2 separate regions of the Sus scrofa genome follow, and region 1 is linked to region 2. A link is a contact called in public HiChIP or PLAC-seq data. All regions are on one chromosome and are shown on one strand. The core of a region is the stretch at or near the end of the contact, and the rest is flanking DNA. Distances in the headings are between cores, read along the strand shown. Region 1 has its middle 650 kb from the start of ADGRL2. Region 2 has its middle 870 kb from the start of ADGRL2.

What was found. HiChIP or PLAC-seq counts read pairs in DNA pulled down with a chosen protein or histone mark.
Region 1: an H3K27ac HiChIP or PLAC-seq map of alveolar macrophages shows a contact between it and region 2. The contact joins two enhancer-like sites. A contact is called at or near these places in 1 of 47 Hi-C or Micro-C datasets (embryonic fibroblasts) and 1 of 2 datasets of contacts at active chromatin or transcription factors (alveolar macrophages).

The regions. Positions count from the first base shown.
Region 1 is chr6:131,714,703-131,718,815 of Sscrofa11.1, forward strand. No RefSeq gene overlaps it. Among named protein-coding and RNA genes, the nearest start is that of ADGRL2, 650 kb to the right of the region's middle. Within about 2 kb of position 2,514, at least 9 of the 83 cell types and tissues checked have an H3K27ac peak or open chromatin away from gene starts, as enhancers often do. A contact at or near this core is called in alveolar macrophages, where this site is marked.
Region 2 is chr6:131,494,939-131,498,785 of Sscrofa11.1, forward strand. No RefSeq gene overlaps it. Among named protein-coding and RNA genes, the nearest start is that of ADGRL2, 870 kb to the right of the region's middle. Within about 2 kb of position 1,818, at least 1 of the 83 cell types and tissues checked has an H3K27ac peak or open chromatin away from gene starts, as enhancers often do. A contact at or near this core is called in alveolar macrophages, where this site is marked.

The sequences.
Region 1 (4,113 bases), core at 1,264-3,763, 220 kb after region 2:
TGGCACAGCTAATAATTGGTTAAATGTTCATCAGTTTGTATATTGTGGTGTCAAGAAGTCAGAGAATGTTTAGAGATGGGATGGTCGGAAAGATTTAGGGAGAGGCAGCATCCCAATCTGGGAATGAGATGCTGAGTAACCCAGCTGAACCAGAAACCAGTGTGATGTCATGTCCCTAGTTTGGCTGGACTGGATGGGGTCAGATTACAGAGAACTTTGAATGTCAATATGAAAACTTTATTTTGCTGTCCCCGAGAGGCAAGGGAATGGACTCCACCCACCTCTGCTGAAGCTCTAAACAGAACCAAAAATGGGAATTCTTAAGCCTGATGGGCTTCAGTCAGCTGTCCCCTGGGTATTCTGTTGCCCGCTCTGTGGATTTGGGACTTGCCAGCCTCCACAATCATATGAGCTAATGACTTAAAATAAATCTCTATTTATATACACATTCTATTGATTCTGTTTGAATCTTGACTAACAGAATAAATACCAAAGAATTCATTTTATTTAGAAAAATTCTCTCCTTACCCGGTCAGTTTGTTTAGGGCAAAGGTTATACCGGTTTTCTGATGAATAAACATAACTCTATGATAACACAGCCTTCTCTAAGTTTCAGTGGATGCAAAAATTCCTGAAAGATAACCTACTTCACTTCAAACATCTCCTTTCATTTCATGAAAGTAAATCTTCCTTACAAAATTCTGTTAAACCTGGGCCCAGGAATATTTAAACTGCATCAACTTGTTACCATACATACTCATATTTGCACTGCCAAATAATATTGTGTTTTAATACCAGTTGCATTTTCAGGAAGCAAAGAGCTTGAACTTGAGGAAACAGTTTGCATTCTCGAAACTTCCAAAATTCCATCAAACTCCTCTCAGCTCTTTTTTTTCTTTAGCATACATTCTCACTTTTCTGCTCTCATTGGCACTGTTTGTGTATTAGTCAATGTATGTCAAGACGATGATAATTAAATTTCACTTGAAGTTCAGAGACGAAGTGATTAAATTTGAACTTAAATCTCTCCGAATTAGGTAGCTCTCTTGGATTTCACAGAGGGAAAATTCGACTTGAATATCAGGAGGAATATAATTATCTTGTTCAAGATAGCAGATCTTTCAAGAAACAATACAATATTATCTTGGGTAGAAAGAGGGTAATCAGAAATTCAAAGCAGGTTTTTCATGGTTATTTTACATTTTCAGGAAGGAACTGTACTTCCCTCACACACAGACATTTGCCATAAAATAAGAGAAATGCCAAGGAAGGTTCTGCTTACTTCCTTCAGTGTATAAGAAAAAAAGGGAGAGGAGTTTCCTGGTGGCTCAGCAGGTTAAGGACCTGGGGTTGTCACTGCTGTGCCTCAGATTTTATCCCTCGCCTGGGATATTCCGCATACCATGGGTATGGCCAAAAAAAAAAAAAAAAGAAAGAAAGAAAGAAAGAGAAAAAGAGAAAAAGAAAAACAAAGAAAAGAAAAGAAAAAAAGAAGAAAATTTGCTGTCTCTGTGTGGCATCAGGAAAGATGAAGAGGCGGTCTAAACAGCAAATGCTGTTGCAACAGCACCACCATGATGGCTGCAGTTCATTTTCTCAAGAAGCTGCAAGCAAGAGCAAAGACAGACATCAATCTCCCCTGTGGTACAGGGCCCTCTCCAGCCTGTGGGTCTAGTCCCTTGCAGTTGGGTAGGAGTGAATACAGGAGGAGGGTATACGCAGAATTGGGTCTGGTAGCTAAGAATCCTGGATGGTCAAATCCAGCTTTGCCTATCAGGGACCTAATGCAAATTAACCTCTGAAATTGAAGGGCGATTCAATTTCCTATTGCACTGTGACTTTAATTCAGTGGTTTCCCTTATCCTTCATCCAGCGTTGATTAAGGAATCTGAATGCAGAAGTCAAAGTTGCATTACAAGCTAAGGCTGTGCTTCAGTGCTGAAGTGACAATCATCCCTATTCTCAGTGTGAACTGGGAGCAAGCGCTAATTAAAATTATAAGCTAGAGAGAACATGCATTGAAAAAAAGAAGCCGTCCCTAACCAATAATTCCAGGGATAAATCATACTTGATTTGCTAACATATAGAAGTGTCCAGGAACTATGATCTACAAATGTCTTGAATATGGTTCTAATCAATCTGCCGAACAATAATCAAGGAGGCATATAATTAGAACAGGCTCATCCGACGAGCAGCACATAACATTGTCTCACCTTGAAACAGCGCAGGGCATCTTGCCTCAAAAGTAAGAACTCATCCCATCAGAGGCAGGGTTCTGCTTTAAATGCACCCTGCAGACTTCTAGCAATTTGGGGCTTCAGAGGGGTCCTGGTAAAGTTTCGTTGGGCCTCCTGTTCTTTGTGTCCTCTTCTCCTTTCCCTCTGACCCTGGCCACATCTGCTACCTGCACGTGGAAAGGATTCTGACCTGAGATGCCCTTCATGACAATGCCAATCGCAGCTGGCATTTTGCCATCAGCAGTGACACACAGCAGGCAGGAAATTCCTAGGAAAGATGAGTCAGGCACATTCTTTCCCAAACTGGTGACACATCCAGCAGTTTCTGGTTCCACCACTGCCATAAGGGTAGAAATGGTGTGGGAGAGCCAGGGCGAGAAGAACCGAAGTTTTGAACGCTTAACTACTTGCTTTGTTGGAGTTCTCAGCCTTTGTATGACTCACTGCATTTATCCCACAAAAGAGACCAATGCAGCTGAATAGGAACCAGCAAGGGAGAAAGGAAAACAGCATCTCGTGTTGAAGGTGATATTTCTACCCACATGTCTATGTTCCCAACCTGTACCTGACCAGGGCCTCTGTTCCTTCCACTCTCTCTCTCTTTTCTTTGTTTTTCCATTTTTTAACGTTTGAAGATTTACAGTGCTGTGATCATTTCTGCTCTTCAGCAAAGTGATTCAGTTATATATGTGCACATATCCATTCTCTTTCCGATTCTTTTCCTAATGATCACAGAACACTGGGTAGAGTTCACTGTGCTTTACAGCCAGTTCCCATTGGCCACTCGTTCCATATACCTCAGGGTACATGCTCCTCTTTCTGACCTGAAATGTGTCAGTTCACCCCTGTCTCAGAGCCTTTTTACTTGCTGCTCCTTATGCTTGGGATGTTCTCCCTCTAGATCTTAAACCAAACACCTGCCCTTCACTGTCCAGGTCTGCACAGCAGGAGAGCCTTCCACAGGGAGCCTTTTCCGGTGCCCTGGCCAGAGCAGCCTTCTCATTGCAGTTTCCCTATCATTTACCTTCGTGACTCTGTGTTATGTGCATAAGCTCTGGAGCCAAACTGTCTGGATTTGAACCCTGATTCCTCTTTTGACAAATGGTGGGACAGAAGGTGGGGGTCCTTAGACTCTCCGTGCTTCTGCACCTCATCCGTAAAATGAGGATCATGAGAAGACCTATCTTACCTGTCTATGGGCGTGTTTTGAAATTACATGAAGTACAGGGATAAAGTACTTAGAGCCAAGCCTGCTATAAACTCAGTACTCCATATGTGCTTATTGCTATCTTCTTCATAGCCCTCCTTGGTGGCTGATATTATCTTCTTATCTAAATGTTTATTAGGATGGAATTGGCTGTATTCCTCACTATGCCCTCAGCAGTCAGAAACATACCTGGAACAGAATAAATTATTGTGTAGTGCACGCCATAAATTATTATTGCCTAGGGACTGAACAATTTAAACTCCGTATTGTACTGCCCTTCAGGCTTAAGAATCAGATGATACCAGATCAAAATCTTACTACTATCACTCTCTAGTTATGTGATTTAAAACTTCTTACTTAAACTATCCAAGTTTTATCATTTGTGAAAGACAGACAATAGTAACCACTCTGAGACTGGATAATTATGATCTAGTCATCACTGGAACATTAAGCAGCAATGAAAAGTAATGGATTACAACTGCATGAATATGGGAGTTCCTGCCCCTGCCGTGGCTCAGCAGAAACAGATCTGACTAGCATCCATGAAGATGCAGGTTCGATCCCTGGCCTTGGACAGGTTAAGGATCCAGTGTTGCTGTGAGCTGTGGTGTAGGTTGCAGACATGGCTTGGATCTTGCATTGCTGTGGCTGTGGTGTAGGCCAGAGGCT
Region 2 (3,847 bases), core at 568-3,067:
ATTGTGTTTTTCTACCCATTTTTAAATTTCTAGGGTTGTGGAGGTCATCTCTATTTAAGTCCTATCATTTCCTCCACCTACGCTAGGCAAATATTATCTAGAACATAATGAAATCCACTGTATGCTAGAGAGAAACAGCTGACCTCTAGATGATTATTAAGAACCCATCTATGAAGGGCACTCATCTACTAATGCTGCACCCAACCCTTCTTCCAATTAGGTTCCAAAGGACCAAATGATGACCTCATTTCCCTCAGGCGACAAGGATCATAACTCCACCAACTTGGTGAAGAGATTCAGACCACAGCCCATCTAGTATCTGAAAGGCTTCATACTCATTAAACCATAGCCATAGCAGAAAAACTCCACAGTCCTCACTGATGCAATTTTAAATAAAGACCATTCTCCCTGAAAGGTCAAATTCTTTGCAGACTGTTTTCACAACAAAGAGTTAACCAAAACAATTAAGAAGCCCTCATCTAAAATGACCAAGTAAAATGGAATATTAAATTTCCACTTATTTGGGGCATTATTTCACATGTTGATAATAAAAGAATTCTACTCTCAAAATGGACTCACTGATCTGGTAGAAGGCCCTCATCTAAAATCACATTAGCAATTTATTTTTCTGCAAAATAAGAAAATATTGTCTTACATAAACACCTCCTTCTATAGTAGTATAAAAAGTATAATTTGAAAAAAACTGAGTCCTCAATATCCTAGCTAGCTAGAGTTGGATCAGCTTTCAAAACGGACATGATATGCGAATTCTGAGAAAGTCTCAATTTGAACTCAATAAGATGAATCATTCACAATAGAAAGCCATTTCAAATGCAGCATTTGGAAAGGATCATCCATCACAGAGACTAGCACATTCTCCATGCTAGACTGAAGCCTGGAACTTAATGGGAAGTTACTGACAGCTTTCCTCTTCACAGCTGCCCCTGGAATTTGTTAACAAGTCAGTTCTCCTGACAGTCAGATACTAGAAGAAACTCATAATATCCCAAAGAATACAATACAAGAAATGCAACCTCATAAAAAACTATCCCTTCAATCCTTTGAGTGAAGTAAGTGTACCTTTTAGAGGCCATCAACCAAATGTATTTAACAAATCTAGCCTTATGGTTTTTGTCACCTTTGACATAACTATTTCCAGCAAACAAGCAATGAAAAGAATTCATTGTGTCAGGAATTCCAACTTTTCTTCTTTAAACTGCAATTCTCACATTCCGGTTCTATCATCAATTATGTCAGCAGCAACTTATTAAAATGTAAATAGTGTAATAACATGTACTATCTTGATTCATTCTCAAAACAGCCCTCTACAATAGGTACTATTGATCCTTGTTTTGCAGATAAGGAAACTGAGGCTCTGAGATGTTAAGGAACGTGCTTAATTATACTGCTAGGTATTGATAGAATGACCAATTTTTTTTCTGTGTAATAAAATCTTACTTTTCCATAGCAATAGAGAAGTGGCTTTAGAATTGAGGTGAGAACATTTTTTTATTTTAATGTGAATTGACAATAAATTTAATTTTATTTTGTGCTAGAGTAAAAGAGAGTTAAAACTAAATTTTCTTATAGGCATTTTTAGTCTAAGTCCTACTCCTACATATAAATCATGTGTGTGTGCGTAAGAGAGAGAGAGAAATTCTGAGAAAGTCGATGTAAGCAAATCATTTCTCCATGGATCAAGTAGGTGGCCTCTTTTGTAGAAAATGGGAAAGACTGAAATAAACCCACTGTCAAAACTCTGTCCACACTGCTACCATCACAACACTTATCACAGGATTTCACAGTTCCTTAAACTTCCACCATGAGTCATATTTTTGAGTTGAGGCATCAAAGACTTTTATTAAAATTATGGTGTTACTGAGTGAGGCTGGGGATGTATCACATTAAATCATTATAAACCATTACTATCACTCTACAGTCCTGTTTAACTAATTAACTATAATCATCTAGCAGGTCCTTGAAGAACAAGATCACCCAGAACAAGACCAGGTAAGTTTGATATTAGAGGATGGAGAAGGGAAAGGAGAAGGGCTTTCCATAGGTTTGGTATTCCTAAAATATGCATTTGAATTTATTCTGCCAAGTTCTTCTCAGGGATGATGGAAATGACTGTTGACTGTATTAATGCACACAGCATTGTAATCAGACAGATATTTTCACATTCTACAGCATATGGAACAGCTTATCCTCAGCAGTGCCCTGCCTCCCACCATGACAAAAGAGTTTTCAGACTTACAAGGCTATTTCTCATGGTGTCAACCATACATGACTCTTTAGAACCCATTTTCTGTCACTTTTTCTTCTTAAAAGTTCTATTTTCTGTTATTCTTATTTTTAATAGTCACAGGGCAAATGAAGAGGAAATGACAGCTAAAGGTACATTTTTCATTTATAAACAATAATTGCATATTTGTGGGTAAACAATCACCTAAATATCAAAGGCAGATCTGGGATTGATGCCAGACATAATACCATAGCTCTTACTGAAATAACTCCTGGAATCACAAACCACCTATCACAGACTCTTTGAAAACTCCTCCTGATCCACCCTATATTTAAATAGAGTATGAAAAAAACAGAGGATGGTTATATAGGAGACGTATTATTTTAAAGGGCATTTTAATAACAATTCCAAGATTGAGGGGTTAAATTTCTCTACATAGTTACATAGTTTTCTCTATAAGTCTGTCCACATATCCTTATATATCTGCATTCCAATGTCAAGAAATAAAAAACTTGTCAGTGATCCTAAAGGATATTTCCACCAAGAACACTGCTGAGGCCATGGAACCATCCACTGTGTTTACCCAGGTTTGTTCAAACCATGGCAAATCAAGTCTTTACAGATTTAAAATGTCTTAACATTAACTTTTCACTTAAAAAAAGTCCAGTTTTGTCCTTTGAAAATTACCCCTCAAATGGTTAATATCCTTATTACCTAGAGACGTCTTATAAAATATGTGAAAAATACTGAGAACCCAATAAATAGATGAGCAAAGGGCAAGGACAGCTCACAAATGAGAAAGCACAACTAGAATGAAAACCGTACAAAGCTGTTCATAGTTTCCATTAATAAAAGAAAAAGCAAGTTGGTCAAAGAGAAACCATCTTTAACCTATAACTTTTTAATTATGTAAAATAAAATAGTGGTTGAAAACAAAATTGCTCAAGGCCTTTAGAAAGTAATTCAGCAGTACATGTCAAGAGTATGAAAAGCAGCCTTTGAACTCAAGAAAATAAACCTAAATGTGAGGGAGCAAAATGTAAATAAAAAAAAATGGTTTATCACAGCATTCGTCTTAATAGTGGAAAACTAGAGCTAATCTAATATTCAATATTACGGGAAGAGTTAGGTAAATGGTATGATAGCTACTACATTGTATTGTAAGGTTTAAAAATGAGGACTAAAAAAAGAATTGGTAAATGGGATAACTGTTGGAGTTACAGGTAGATAAGTTCATTATATTCTCTAAAAAAATAAGAGAAATTCTTAAACTATAGCATTACAGGAAAGGAAACACATCTATGCTATGGAAAAATAGATACAACAAGAAATACAATGATTTTTAAATACTTTTTTAAAGAGCAGTTTTAGGTTAATAACAAAATTGAGAGAAAAGTACAAATTTACGATATATTCCCTGCCTGATACAAGTATAGTCTCCTCCATTCTTAATATCATTCACTAAAAAGATAAATTTTTTCACCAAAGATGAACCTATACTGACATATGATATGATAACCACCCAAAGTCCATAGTTTACCTAAGGGTTCACTCTTGGTGTGTATATTCAATGGGTTTGGACAAATGAATAATGACATATAT